Linked DNA regions of Ovis aries: region 1 is linked to region 2. A link is a contact called in public Hi-C data. All regions are on one chromosome and are shown on one strand. The core of a region is the stretch at or near the end of the contact, and the rest is flanking DNA. Distances in the headings are between cores, read along the strand shown.

The links. Hi-C and Micro-C count contacts between places; a contact is called where the count stands out from the background.
Region 1: a Hi-C map of liver shows a contact between it and region 2, with 3 times the contacts expected there. The contact joins the enhancer-like site here to the promoter of LOC114114843 in region 2. A contact is called at or near these places in 15 of 16 Hi-C or Micro-C datasets (blood, hypothalamus, liver and 7 more).

What each region holds. Positions count from the first base shown.
Region 1 is chr5:18,315,649-18,322,801 of ARS-UI_Ramb_v3.0, reverse strand. No RefSeq gene overlaps it. Among named protein-coding and RNA genes, the nearest start is that of NFIC, 13 kb to the right of the region's middle. Within about 2 kb of position 3,736, at least 14 of the 54 cell types and tissues checked have an H3K27ac peak or open chromatin away from gene starts, as enhancers often do. A contact at or near this core is called in hypothalamus, liver and tail adipose tissue, where this site is marked.
Region 2 is chr5:18,223,521-18,231,179 of ARS-UI_Ramb_v3.0, reverse strand. LOC114114843 (small integral membrane protein 24-like) reads right to left here and starts at 3,687. Exons shown (of 3, transcript XM_027969889.3): 1 at 2,745-3,687; 2 at 2,542-2,653; 3 at 767-1,671. The coding sequence starts at 2,823. The coding sequence ends at 1,551. It overlaps LOC101117756 (small integral membrane protein 24), which reads right to left and starts at 7,204. Exons shown (of 4, transcript XM_027969888.2): 1 at 7,082-7,204; 2 at 6,255-6,360; 3 at 5,931-5,996; 4 at 3,800-4,767. The coding sequence starts at 7,148. The coding sequence ends at 4,602. It overlaps SMIM44 (small integral membrane protein 44), which reads right to left. Exons shown (of 3, transcript XM_060416322.1): 2 at 7,082-7,659; 3 at 5,931-5,996.

The DNA.
Region 1 (7,153 bases), core at 2,487-4,986, 92 kb before region 2:
GATGAACCAAAACGTGGGATGCACGCCGGGGACAGGGCAGCTTGGGACTGGACGGAAGACCTCATGGCCGTGGTGGTCCTCACCAAGACTCAGTGTGTTCCTTTGTGAAGTGGAGAGGCCACCTCCCCTCAGCCAAGCCTGTTCAGAGAGTCCTCAACACAAGGAAAAAAAATTTTTTTCTATTTCTTTAATTTTGTATCTACATGATATGATGGATAAATGTATGGTGATGGTGATGGTGGTTATGGTGGTGGTGGTTTAGTCACTAAGTCATGTCTGACTCTTTGCCACCCCATGGACTGTAGCTCGCCAGGCTCCTCTGTCCATGGGATTCTCCAGGCAAGAATACCGGAGTGGGTTGCCATTTCTTTCTCCAGGGGATCTTCCTAACCGAGGGATTGAACCCACATCTCCTGCATTGAAGGAGGATTCTTTACAACTGAGCCACCTGGGAAGCCCAAACATATAGTTATCATCAAAAAAAAAAATTAAAATAAATTAAAAAGTCTCTTATCCTTGAGGAAAAAAAAAGAAAGAACAACAACAACAACAAAAGTAAATAAATATGCAAGCCAGGCCTATTGCACAGACCAGCAAACCAAGACTGGGGTCCTCTGCCTCTGGGGCAGGGCGGGGAGAGTTGAGAAACCCAGAGGGCTGCCTCCCACCCCTCCACCTGATGGTGCCCAGTGGATGGGAGGCTGAGGAGGTGGAGAAATGAGCTGAGGGCATCAGTCCCCATGGTCCGATTCAAATTAATGCCAACCTGTGCTCTGAAACTCTGTCCCTCCATTGTCAGCTGGGCCAGGTGGGCAACAATGTCGAGGTGCCCGCCCTCCCCACCCCGCGGCTCTGCCCTTTACATAACCCAGCAGCACAGCCGGAAATCACAGTGCCAACGACTCTCTCCCTCTGTAACCGACTTCCTGCCGTTATGACCCACCTTGGGTGCCAGCCACCCGCTCCCCGCCCCCCAGCCTGGGCTGCAGTGCTAGGACTTCAATCCTCACCTGAGGCTCCCATTCCCAATAAATGCCCCCCTAAGTGGCACATCTACCTGGGTGTGACCTGGGGCCCAATTACCAGGCTCCTACCGCCCTCCTGACTTGCTCTCACTACTTGTTGGCTTCCCCCTACCTGGCTGCTGGAGGTCAGAGGGCAAAGGGCAAAGGCCAAGGAGCTCCCTTTTAAGACCTAGAGGAGCAGGAGTTGCCCCCTAACTTTTCGAAGGCAAAGAAACCTCCCATTTGGCAGGACTTTTAGGAGCAGCTGGCAGGAGGTGGGAGAGAGCCCCCATGGTGGGAAGAGGAGACCCCAGCCCTACTCAGGGGATGTGGGAGGGCTGTCTCTGGGCCCCTCCTCCAGCCAGCAAGGCAGCCTGCAAAGAGTGGCAACTGTGATCATCATGTGGATGTGCCCATTTTACAGATGGGGAAACTGAGGCAAGGATGCCTCCTGCTCAAGGCCACACCATCTGTGAGCAGCAGAGCTCGGGTCTGAGCCTTCAGTGGCCTGACTGCTGGGGCCTGGCAGGTGGGATTCAGGGGAAGAGGCCTCCTGGGCCCTGTGGGACTGGAAATCGCAGTGTCACTCCTGCCCCTTTGCTTCACGGAAGTGCATGATATCTGTTCCTTGCAGCAGCCCCGCCAGGCACATCAGTGAATTCCTCTCAGACCAATGGGGAAACTGAGGACCAGAAAACAGAAGCAACTTGTCTGAGTTCCCATATGACAACAGGAGACACGCAGCCTGGGGAGCCCTGAGCTGGGCGGTCACGGGGACCAGGTGGGCTGTGTCCCCACGGCCACCCTGAATTGCTCAGTGGCTCCCACCTCATGAGGTCCCAGCCTCAGCTTCTTCATTCGAAGGAGAGATACCAGAGACACAAGAGTGGGACTCTGGAGGCTGTGCCCAGGTTGGCATGTGTGGGCAGGCTCCAGAGTGCCAGGCGGTGCCCACGTCCACACCCAGGTGCTGTGCCAGGCCCTCTGGCAGAGGTGCTGGGTGGAGGCCTTCCCCAGTGGCCTCTGTGGAAGTCTGGGCTTGACTCCGGCCACCACCCTCCATGGCATTCTCAGTATCCCCAGCAATGGCAAGCTCCCCCACCAAGTAACCAGGCAAACTAATGACCAAACCAGGATTCCAACCCAGTTCAGCCTGACTCTAGAGCCAAGGGATCTGGACAGTATCAAAGCCCTCAGGGATACACTTCCCCAGCTGCTGGGCATCCCCTGCCCATGGGCAAATGGTCATGCCTCCTGGAACTGCAGTCTCCCTGTCTTGTCCAGAAGGGTCATCACTCACTTGCTCTTTGCTCTTCTCCAAGGATATGAAATGTTTCCAGTAGAGGGAATATTTCAGGTACATTTCCTGCTCTACCAGTCTCCAAACCCAGGAAGTGCTACTAGGTGTCTAACCCCAGTCTCTCTTGCTGCTTTGCTCCCCTTTCCTCCTGTTTGGAGGGCTGCAGGGATGAGCCCAGAGAAGCTGGGGGGCTGGAGGAACTCCACCCTGAGTGGGTCAACAGCAGCACCTCCCACCTTCTGGGAGGATTGGGGTGAAGGGCCAGGGAGCAGACCTACCTTGGCAGAAACAGGGGTATGAGTACAAGATGACCTGGGAAGCTAGCTGTATGTTGTACAGAACCCTGGAACAGACCCGCTTCTCTCTGGGCCTCAATTTCCCCATCTATAAAATGGAGGCAACAGTCCTACACCCCTGAAAGGGCAGCTTTGAGAATTACTGCATTGAGTCTGTAAAAGTTAGCACAAAGTAGGGCCCCATCGGCTGTTGATGTTCTTATTATGATACGAGTGAGTCTGTCTACACCATAGGCAAAGGTGCTACCTGTGGTGATTGTGGGCAGGTGCCTTAATTTGTGCATCAGTGAAATGGGCTAAGGAAGAATGGAAGCTCGGTGGCAGGGGGTAGAATGTGAGATGGTCATGTGTAGAAGAGGCATGGGAGGTACCTGGCACACAGTAGGTGCACAACAAAACTGTCCTGTTTTCATTGTCCTCACATCCCTTAGCTGTCAGGAAGATAAATGAAGCCCGCTCTGTAAAGGTCTGGCCCGCCGCAGGAGGATATATGCTTGCACACAACGTTTCCAACTTCCAAAACACCTAGCCCTCTCTTGCAGTTTCTCCCCCGTGGACACTGTGGATATTTGGGGAAGGGGATCATTCTCTGTGAGACTGTCCTGGGCACTGTGAATAAGGAGCAGCATCCTTTCCATCCCCCCCCCCCGATCATGACAACCGCAGATGTCCCCAGACACAGCTCAGTGTCCTCTGGAGGACAGAACCGCCCCTCTGAGAACCTCTACAGCCTCCTTAGCACCCTCACGTTCAGAGATCTCCTTTAGCAGAGGAGAGAATTCAGGCTCAGAGAGAGCACAGCACATCAGGGTGCAACCAGGCTCTACAGTCTCCCCAGGCAACCCATTGCTCAGGACACTAGTCCCACCTGGGGAGGGGTGGGCAGTCAATGTGATCGGCCATGCCAGGGTTCCAGAAACTGGTAGAAGGAGCCCAAGGCATGCCACAGTTGCAAAATCTGAGGGTGGCATGCCTGGGCAGTGCCACTGCCTTGGCCCCGCAGGCACCATCAGGATAGAAAAAGCAACTCAGAACTGGGCACCAGCACAAACAGTGGAATCCCGGGCCTGGATATGGGGTGGAGAAGAAGGAGCCAATCAGCTTGCGCCTGGCCGCGAGGCCTATCAGAACATGCCTGGGTACATGCTGGCCAATGACAATGCTCCAACAAGTCACGCCCCATCTCCAGGTGAAGCCCATTGGCCCAGCAAAGGGTTTCGGAGTGGGTCCCTTTAGTCCCCCAAATCTACCCCTCTTGGTCCCTTAGAGACATCCTTCTGCTGGTGCTTCCTAATCTGTGGGCCTCAGAGTTGATCTGAGGGAGCTCTTTGCTCAGATGTGAGCTCTTGGCCTGTTATCGTCTTAACAAAGCCCGAATTATACTTAAACGTTCAGTAAGTCACTCACTAAATACTTGTTGAGCAATTGCCATGTACCAGGCACTAAGGAAGTGAAGATGCAGAGGAAAAGCCACATTGGAAGGAGAGGAGTCAGGGCAGCAGGCATGGCACATGCAAGGCCCGGGGGCAGGGCCTGACCGGGCGTGTTAGAGGGATAGCTTGGAGGCCTGTGTGTCTGGAGCAGAGTGAGTGAAGGGGGGAGAGGGAGAAGGGGCAGGTCATGCAGGGCCTCAAGGGCCGCGGGGAAGACTTACTCATCCCGAGGGCAACAGGGAGCCCTGGAGGGCTTTAGACACTGATACGATGTGCTGTGCCACCTAAACACTGGGATTTGGGGTGCAGTCCTGCCTTTCTCTGGGCCTCCCAGTGGCGCTGGTGGTAAAGAACCTGCCTGCCAATGCAGGAGACGTAAGAGACTTCAGAGTTCAATCCCGAAGTTGGGAAAATCCCTTGGAGGAGAAAATGGCAACCCACCCCAATATTCTTGCCTGGAGAATCTCATGGACAGAGGAGCCTGGCAAGCTACTATCCATTGGTTCGCGGAGTCCGACATGACTGAAGCCACTTAGCACGCACAGACGCAATACGTACCTGTGGAGCTAATGTGAAGGCAAAGGAACATCCCAGCAAATAGCGTTTTACATAGTAGGCATACAATCTTCACCTGATCTAGCACAGCCCTCATTACCACCCACCTGGACCCCGGACATCGCTCATCCTGGGCCCCGACTCCCACCTGTTCCCTCAGTCTGTCCTCCCCGCAGCAGCTAGAGGGCGCCCGAGAGAACCTGAGTCAGGCCCCGCCCCCTCCTCTGCTTGGTGCGCTCCAGGGCTCCCATCTCCCTGGGATAACAGTCCAAGTCCTTTCTGAGGCTGGGAGGCCCAGCTCGACCTGCCGCACCCTCTTCCTGCCCTCCCTTCCTCCCTCGCTCACTCTGCTCCATCCACAGGGACCTCCTTGCTGTTCCTCCAATGCACCAGTTGTGGACCTGCCCCAGGGCCTTTGCAGGTGCTATGCCTTCTGAACCACTCTCCCTCTAGACACCCACATGGCTTCTTCTCCACCTCCTTTAGCTTATTAAATTGCACCCCCAAGCCTGACCCGCCCACTTCCCATCCCCATCTCTCTCATTTTTTTTTCTCCAAGTTACTCATCACCACCCAACTGTACATTCCCCTTCCATGTCTTGCTCCCCACCTATCTGCCCCTTTGCACCATGAGCTCCATGAGGGCAAGAATTTTTCGCTTTTTTTGTCCCCTACCGCATCCTCAGTGCCCAGAACAGTGCCTGGCAACAGAAGGTGCTGGATCAATGTTGTTAGATGAATTAATGAAAGAAGACTAATTCTCTTTAACCCCTCTGCATATGTTCTAGCTCAGCCCCCACCCCCTTCCAGTATCCCCTCTGCCCCACCCCTGCCCCACCCCACCCCCCAGCTCTGGGGGAGCCCCCAGGGTTCCCTGGGCTGAGAGAGGGAAAAGCAGGTGTGGTAAGAAGAACCCAGGGCTCCAGAGTCTGGACAGAGCCCCCCCCATACTCTGGCAATTGGGCAACCACCTCCAGCAGCCGTCAGCCACTTTGGCTGTCAACCGGGATTTGCTTTCTGAATTAGAGGAGGGGGAGTAATCAGGGCGGGTGTATTTGTGTTTGTGGGAAGGCTTCATGGCCTGGCGGCCTGGTGAGGTCTTGCTAGGTGACTGGCTGGAACTCAGTTCTGGCCCGATTCCCGGGATTGGGGGGACCGAGGAAATGGAGCCGTGTGTGTGTGTGTGTGTCTGTGTGTCTGTGTGCATGTGCACGTGCGTGCAGATGTATGGAGGGGTCTCAAACCCCACCCAGCCCAGAAGTCTCATATGGCCCATCTTAGGGGGCGCCAAGACCTGGGAAAGCCCTCTGCTCCTTCAGGGCCCAGGGTCCCTGACCTGCAGCTCCAGAGATCTCTGCCAACCAAACCCAGTGTTGAGGTTTCAATGATGAACAGATGGTCTCTGGCCTGGCAGGGAGCTAAGTGCCAGGCTGAGCCCTGGGGGACAGGGTGGGCCCCTAGAGGGCTCACCAGAGTCAGGAGCTCCTCTGCGTCCAAGGTGGGGAGAGTGCCATCTTCATACGGTCCTCCCCGGTGTGGCCACGTCGTGCTTGGCAGAGGACTGCCTGGGGGAGGGTGGAGGCCTGGGCCTGCTGCCATGTCAAATTCCTCCCGGCAGCGGTGGGGGGTGGGGTGGGGAGGGAGAGGTTTTTTGTTTTTTGTTTTTTTTCCAACAGAATCCAAAGGAGGAGAGAGAGCTGTTGGCAGGAGGAAGGGATTGGAGCTAAGCCTAGGCCGGGCCACTCTGAATCATACTCCTGGCCTTGCACTCTCGGCAGCTGGAAAGGGGGGGCAGGTGGTGGGAAGGGAGGATTGTGCTCTTCATCCTCTGCCTGCACCCCCTTTTCAGAGACGAGGGGTGGCCGCCTCAAAGGACAGCAGACCTGGCCTTCAAGGTCCATGCCTGGCTGCTGCCTTGTCTCCCCCCATTTTCGCTTAGGCTGTTCCTTTGGCCTGGGGTGCCCTTTGCATCCATCTCAGGGTCTCCCCAAGCCACACTGAATCTGGTCTTCCTCAAATCTGGTCTTCTGTCCCTGCCTACCTGCAGGCCTGAGGTTGGAGTCTGAGGTCAAAAAAAAAAAAAAAAAAAAATCACTAATACCAATCCTGACTTTATTTAATTGCGATATTTTGTTGGTCCTAGATTTTCTGCAGATACTTTAAAAGATTATTTATCTTGACGACTGAGCTTTTGGTGCCCTCTTAGATATCACACCCCTTGATAAGTGCCCCATTGGCCTCACCCCTATTGCAGCCCTGGGGATCTAGTTTGTGCCAGGCCGAAATCAGTCCTGAGGATGGAGACAAGGCAAAGAATACAAAGGTCATGGGACTTCCCTCATGGTTCAGTGGCTCAGACGTCATGCTCCCAGTGTAGGGTCCCCCAATTCAATCCCTGATCAGGGAACTAAGATCCCACATGTTTCAAATAAGAGACCAAATGCCACAACTAAAGACCCCACACGTTTCAACTAAGACTTGGTGCAGCCAAATGAATGAATGAATGCCAAGTTCAGGCATCTAGTTCCTATCACTGGAGGCAGATGCTGAACCAGTGAGAGCCTC
Region 2 (7,659 bases), core at 2,438-4,937:
CCCCCTTGTGGTCAGACCTAGGACCTGGATCCAGGAACCAGGTCCCGGGTGGAGGAGTCAGCTAACCCCCAACCCCACAGTCCCGCTTGGGAGGAAGGGTGGGGGGCGGCAAGAAGGGAAGAGGGGATCTAGAAGGAGCTTCTTTTGCGGGATGGGGCTCTCATCTCGGGTGAGGCTCAACTTGGTGGGGGTTCAGCTGGGATGGAGGGTTCAGCCGGAGGCTGGAGGTTCATCCCAGGGTCGAGGCTCAGCCGGGGTGGGGGGACTCAATCTGGCCTTTAATCTCAAGGAAAGCCGAGTCTTCTTCATCCATTGGCCCCTGGGGTAAAACAATTTGGGGGCTTTGAAAGGGCTGTCCCAGCACTGACTCCCCACTAAATGCCATAAAAGGGGAAGGCTTGCGACAACCAAAAAACTCCCCCGAAATGCCCCCAGACACCTCCTAGTAGGGAAGTCCCGCCCCTGCGGAAAGGGAGGAGCCCAGAGAGCACCTCCCTTCTCCCTTCCCGCCCCACCCTCCGCACGGCCACCCACGCGGAAGCGCCGGGCCTCGCCTGGAGGAAACTGGAGGACTGAAAACTACGCTCCCAGAACTGTCTGAAAACACACCCTCTGACCTTCAGGATCCCCCAAGTCTGAGGCGGCAGGCTCATTTGCCCCCACCCCGATCCTCACCATTTCAGCATACAGAAAGCTGATACTTGCTAGATGCCTTTAGGGTGCTGGGTCCTGCCCTCCGGAGTTTTGTAGACAGTATTTCATTCAGTTCCTCATGACAACTTAAGGATTTATTCTTTCCTTTTACAGAACTAGACTCTTGGGCACAGAGAGGTTAAGTTACTTGCTCCGGGATACACAGCAAAGAAGTGAGGACTCCAGCTCCTTCTCCTCTATGGAGCCTCCCCACCAGGAGTGCAGGACAGGAAGAGGGGGTAATGATTCTGTGTCGCCCCCTACTCCCAGCCCTGCACCCTCACCCCACCCCCTGGGAGTGCTAGCGTGCAGGACAGAGTGCTGAAACTCCGCACGGGGTAGGAGAAGCCTTCATCTCCCCCGAAACGGCCCTGCGCGCTGAGCCAGGGACAGCGAACAGCGCCAGGAGAGGGACTGGGACTCCAAGAAAGCGCTTGAAAGAGCTTACACCTGGGCAACAGGAGGACCTGCCTTCTCTGATGAAATCAAAACCTGACAGAAATTGGAGGTGGGAAAAGAAATCAGGTGCTGGGTAAAAAGATGCTTGCGATGGACTGAGTAAAGAGACATGAGACCGTGGTGGGGGGAGGTTCTTGGGGGGATGTGGGCGACTCCTCCAGGGGCACCCTCCAAGCTCAAGAAGGATCATCAGGTGGAGACCAAGCTTGGGAAGGGGTACAGGACCACCAGGTAACACACAGAGAGCCCTCTGAGAGGGATTTGGAGCGGGTTCTGAGAACTCTGAATCCCAGAGAGTCATCTTATTGGCCCCAGGACCAGGTCCTTTGCTGACAGGGTGTGGAGAAGGCATTGGGGCATCCCTGGAGGACTGCCTGGAGGAGATGTGTGGGAAGACTTCATGAGGAGGAACTTGCCATTGCTTCATGGTTCGGAGGCCCCTCTGCCTCCTCCAGTTCCAGTCCCCAGTCGTCCTCTCCCTTCTCCTTTCTCACAGTCTCCTCTTCCTTCTCTTCATTGCTGTGGAGACCAGAAGAGCCCCGATAATCCGAGTTAATAAGGACAGACAGTGCTCCAGGCCTCTGACAATTCTCCCAGAAGCTCTGAGTCCTACAGGCACCCTTACTGTTCCCATGACACAGAAGCGGACGAGACTCAGGCAGCTTAGGACACTGGCCCCCTTAGAACATGAAGGAGTTCAGGATCGCGAACTGTATGAACCAAAACTGAGCTCTTAATTTCTGGCCTCTTCGGCTTCCTGGGTTTCAGAATTGTGGGTGAGTGGACCGGCACAGAGATGAAGGGCTTGAGCGACAGATGGGTGGATGGATTAATGAGTGTGTGGATAGATGAACGAATGGACGCATGGATGGGGGGTGGGCAGGTGAGTGGATGGATGGATGGACAGATAAGAGAGATGGATGATGGAGGGAGGGAAGGAGAGAGAAAAGGTGGGAGACAGGTCAGGGGGGATGATGGATGGATAATGGGCAGGTGGATGGATAAATGGGTGGTGTTGGCATGGGGGTGATACTTTATAGACCCCCCTATTGAAACACATCCTAGGGATGGGGTATCTCTGTGAGGAAGCCACCCTCGTTTTGCAGGTGGGTAGTCAGGAGCGAAGTCTGTGAGGTCCCCCTGGGGGCCTCTCAGAATCAGAGAATTACCCCGCTGGTCCTGCCCAGTCTTGGAGGATGCTCGAGAGGGAAGGGGCTCCTAGAGCTTGGAGGGGAGAGGCTTGGCGCGAGGAGGGTCTTAGAGGGGCAGGACTCAGAGAGGGGAGGGGGTCGGTAGGGGAGGAGCTTAGAGGGGTGGGACTCAGAGAGGGGCGGGGCTGAGATGTTAAAGAGTAAATGATGGGGAGGGGCTCAAAGGGTGAGAACCCACCTGTCCTGGGACTCCCGGCACCAGACGGCGTAGACCAAGGTGAGGACAAAGATGAGGAAGAGGAAGGCCAGCGCAGCCCCCAGCCCCACCAGCCACGAATTCCGCTGGGCCACTGCGGGCGGGAGCAGGGCTGGGTCAGCGTCGGGGCCTCCAGGTTGGGACTCTCTTCCCTACCCTACCCCTACTCCTTCCCAAGGCCTTACGGGGTTGGGCCTCCACCAGCCTTGGGATCAGAGCTGCGAGAAGAGAGAGTTGACCGGGGGTCTTCCAGAATCTACCCATCCTGTGCCCTCTGTCCTCGCCCCTATCCAGCAGATTCTGGGGTTGCAGCCCCGGAGGGAGAAGGAAGTGGCCTGCTCAGTGCACCCCAGGGCAGGGTGTGGCCGGGGCCCCAGGAAGTAGGAGGTGGGGTCCCCTCCCTGAATTCCGGGCACCATGGGGAGGGGCTCAGGGTCCTGAGCTTCCTTGTTCCTGTCTCCCTGAGGCCCATCCTGACCCTCACTCTCCACGGTAAGAGCCACAGTAGGGGCGGCTCGAGAAGGGTGGGAAACTCATTTCCTGACCACTAGGCATTGCACTGGCTCTGAAGTCCCAGCACCTCCATCAAGTCTCACACTCTGGTGGTCAGAACTCTTGTCCTCACATTGCAAAAGTGGAGCCAACTCGAGACTCAGAGAAGTTAGGCCACTTCCCTGGGGCCACACAGCATCCCAGAGGAACACAGTTCTCCCAGCTAGGAACACCCTCTACCCTAACCCTCTCCCGTCCTAGGACATGAACCTCCAAATCTGACCTTAGCCAGCCCCTGCATGTGCCCGTCCCCTGGGCAGCCTAGGCTTCCATCCCAGTGCTGCCAACAACGGCCAGGGAGACCTGGGCTGGTGGCGTCCTTCTTTCTAAGTCTCAGTATTTTCAGCTGGAAAATGGGACGAACTGCAAACCGACAGAGACTGAGACCATAAGGATGCTAGGCATTCAGCGGAAGCATCTTTTAGGGAGATTATTATATATTTTTATTCACGACTTTTCTGCCCCCTGGTGGCCGATCCTGGGATAGTCTCAGAAGCTCCCCACCTTTTGGGCTACCGCCCCAGCTACTGGCTCCACAAGGGAGCCCTAATGCAACTACTGAAGCCTGCTCGGCAACCAGAGAAGCCAATGCAACGAGAAGCCTGCAGAACAAGAGAGGAGCCCCCGCTGGCCACAGCTAGAGAAAAACCTGCGCAGCAACGGAGACCCAGCACAGCCAATCCATAAATAAAATGATAAACACCACCTTTATCAAAGTTCTCATTAGGAAATGGTTAACATCCAGGGCAAGGTCCAGGGCCTGAAGAAAGTGAGGAGAGCAGAGGAGGCTTGTCCCCTCCCAAGATGGTGCACCCAGAGGCACCCCACCCGTCAAGACTCAGTTTCTGGAAATGGAATCACATGAGCCAAAAAGCCGGGGGTGGGGGGAGCAAGGCTTTCCCAGGAGACAGCCCTCGGGCTCAAAGTTCAGGGTTCAGGACAGCAGGATCAAGATTGCAAGGGGAGCATATGATCTGCCCAGCACCTGGGCACGGTGGAGTTTGGTCTCCCACAGCTGCCCGGGCATTGCTCCCAGCCCCCAAAACTGTCTCCTCCTGGGGAAACTGAGTCCCCGGGGATAACGGAAGCCCTTCTGAAAGGCTCTCCCCCAAGAGGCAGTCCCTGGCCTATACTGGTCCGTCCTGAAGCTGAACAGGAGGGAGGAGGTTTTGGCCAATAGATGTCTCAGGCAGTGGGGAGAAGCAGGTGGAGTGGTGAGATTGTGGGGGTTGGGGGCTTCTCGGGAACCAGGGATGGTCTCTGAGTGGAAGAAGAATCACCAGACAGAACAAATCCTAACAATACAGACTGCATAACACATGAAGAGCCCTCCTTGGTGGGGAGTGGGCAGGGTTCCAAGCCTCTTCATTCAGGGCGCTGTACTCTCAACCTTAGATGGAGTCACCACAGTGGCTTCAGGTTCAGTTCATTGCTTCTAGGGTGTGGAAGGGGCATCTCTGGCGGGCTGCTTGGAGGAGGTGACTGAATCTTCACATGGCCGTGTTCTTGACTTTCTCGTAGTCCCTGCGCTCCTCATTTTCCTCTAGCTCCAGCCCGAAGTTTCTCTTTCCTTTCTTCTTGGCCTTTTCCCCCTTCCCAGCTTTTTTCTCCTCAGCCTTTTCCTCCTTCTCTGCCTTCCCCTTCTTGTCTTCTTTTCTGTAAGGACACAAAGACCCCAAACCTTGGTAACAAACCAGAGTCATTCCCACTTAACAGACCCTCACCTGTGCCAGGCCTTTACCTGTCCCAATGCTTTACAAAAAGTCTTTGCTGCATCTTCAAAACAGCCCCTACAAGGCAGCCTTGTGATTTCCATTTCACAAAGGCAGAACTAAGGTTCAGTTGTTCATTGGAAGAATGGATGGATGGATAGGAGAATGGATGGATGGGGGGATGGATAGATGGATGGGTGGATGGATGGGAGAATGGATGATGGATGGATGGATAGATGGGAGAATGAATGGGAGGATTTGTGGGTGGGAGTGTAAACAGATGGATGGGGAAGGAATGAACCTGGCAGGGAGCAAACTATGAATTAGGAGCACTTATTGGACCTGGAGCCTCCAGCACATCCTAAGAGCAGGAATCACACTTTACTGTGGCTGAGCTGTGTCTAAACATAGTCCAGCCCAGACCCCCTCCCTCAGGCATCTTGGGCTCAGCTGAGAATCTTCCAGCCAGGATAGTCTCCTCCCAGCTCCCAGATCCTACTCCTGTCCCCAAACCTTTGCCCAAAGTTGGGGTGCTTGCTCCATAAGAGCCTCCAGCCCTGAGCTCTCACCAGAGTCACATCTGGAAACAGGATCATGGGAGACCCTGAATCCAGGAGAGTCACCCACACCAAATCACACGCTTGCACACAGTCCCTGCACTATCCCACACCACCATCTTGTTCAACAGGCATTTAGTAAGTGCCTACCGCATGCCAGGCCCTGAGCAGGGCCATGGGGACACAGCCTGGACCAAAGCTAAGTTCTGTTCAGAAACCGGTAAATGACTTAGATAATTTCAGTTGGCAATATATGCAAAGATGCAGGGCTGTGTCAGAGAGAGCATCAGGAAGGCTGTTCGTCAGATTGGGCTTCTGTGGGGAGGAACCATCTGAACAGGGACTGGAGGAGAGACAGAGCCAGCCAGAAGATATGGGCAAAGGTGTACAAATCAGAACAAACAGTAGGTGCTAAGGCCCTGGGACCAGAGTGTGCTTGAGGTGTTCCAGGACAGAAAGAGGTCATCAGTGCACACCCACCCCTCCTGTCCCTGAGAGGCGCCTCATACAGACCCACTGACCACACGCTCTCATGCTCACGCAGCAGTACCTCAGATCCACCTCCTCATATGGGTTGGGATGCATCCTGAATGAGGGCCGCTCTTCATCCTCAGCTCTGCAGAAGAGATGGGAGTCAGAGGGGTGGGGATGGATAAAGGGCAGGAAGTGGAGGCAGCCTCAGTCTCCCCCAGATTGAAGGAACTCCAGGAAGCAAGAGCCGCCGGGCGGAACTGCATGACTGTCCTGGGCTGGGGGTGCAAGGGGGGCAGGGGATGGGGAGACAAGGAAAGGGACCAGAGAGGGTCATGAAGTGGGAGGAGGTGCCCAGCACTTCAGGAGTGGGAGGGGAAGGGGTGAGGAATGGGGCTCCCACCTCGCTTTGGAGCACCAGAGGCGGTTGGCCAACATGAGAACGAAGACAATGAACAGGAACCCCACGACCGCAGCCAGGCCCACCAGCCAGGGCTTCAGATGGCGCTCTGTGGGGAGGCGAGGGCAGTGAGGACTCAGAAACGGGAAGGGTGGAAAGTGGAGTGTTAGTCCCTCAGTTGTGTCTGACTCTGGGCAACCCCATGGACTGTAGCCCACCAGGCTCCTCTCTGTCTGTGGCCAGAATACTGGAGGGGGTTGCCACGCCCTCCTCCAGGGGATCTTCCCAATCCAAGGGTCAATCCCAGGTCTCCCTGCATTGCAGGTGGATTCCTTACCGTCTGAGCCACCAGGGAAGCACCAGGGAAAGGTGGGGGCCCCCAAGAGGACAGGGAAAGAAGAGTGCAGGAGATGCTCAGACATTAGCATGGGCGACCTAGATCCCCAACCAGGATGGAACCCACGCCCCGGGCAGTGGAAGTGTGGGGTCCTAACCCCAGGACTGCCAGGGAAGTCCTTTTAATTTGTTTGCTTGTTTTTGCAACACCGCAGCTTGTGGGCTCTTAGTCCCCCGACCAGGGGTTGAACCCAGGCCTTGGGCAGTGAGAAAGCAGAGTCCTCAACACCGGACTGCAGGGAAGTGCCTCAGAGATGGGGTGGGAAGCCCCGAAGGAGTGGGAGAGTTGGGGAGGGGGCCTCCCTTCTCTTCTGCCTCTCCCCTCTCTTCTCAGGGTCCTTGGTTTCTCATCAAGTGGGGAGGGGGTGAGCCCATGTCCGAGCCCATCCCCCAACCTGTCCTCCCACCCCCCAAACCAGAGGTCAGAGCCTTACCCTTCTGGGCCTCAGCTGGCGACAGGAGCAGACCCATGAGCAGAAGCAGGATCCCTAAGGTCCCCATCGTGCAGAGGAGCCAGCAGCCGGGGTGCTGGAGTGTGCGGTCCCCCCGTCAGGGTCAGGGGAGGCCCTGCCCAGCCCCTGATAAGGGGGCAGGCAGGTCTGGGGGCGGGACAGGCCCCGAGTGAGGGCCCCTCCCTTTGCCCCACCTGGTTGGCATCCCACACCCTCTCCCCCGCCTTCCAGGAGGGCAGACTCTGGACCTGGTTGTAACGATTAACTCGGGAGTCCAGCCCCTCTGCTCTTCGTCCCACCCCTGGACAGCCAGCCTGCGGGGCCCCCAGGCTCGCCCCACAGGAGCCGAGCTGAGATGGCCCTGACCTTGCTTCCTGACTCAGTGCTTTTACACCTCATTACATTTCTTTCTCTGCACATACCACAGACTTTTGCCACCTGCATTTTACAGGAAGGCCAGGAGTGCCAGGCTGGGCAGAAACAGCCAGCACTGGGATGTGAACAAGGTCTCTCTCGTCACCAGCTTATACTGCTTCACTGTGGCTCCCTGACCCCGGGGC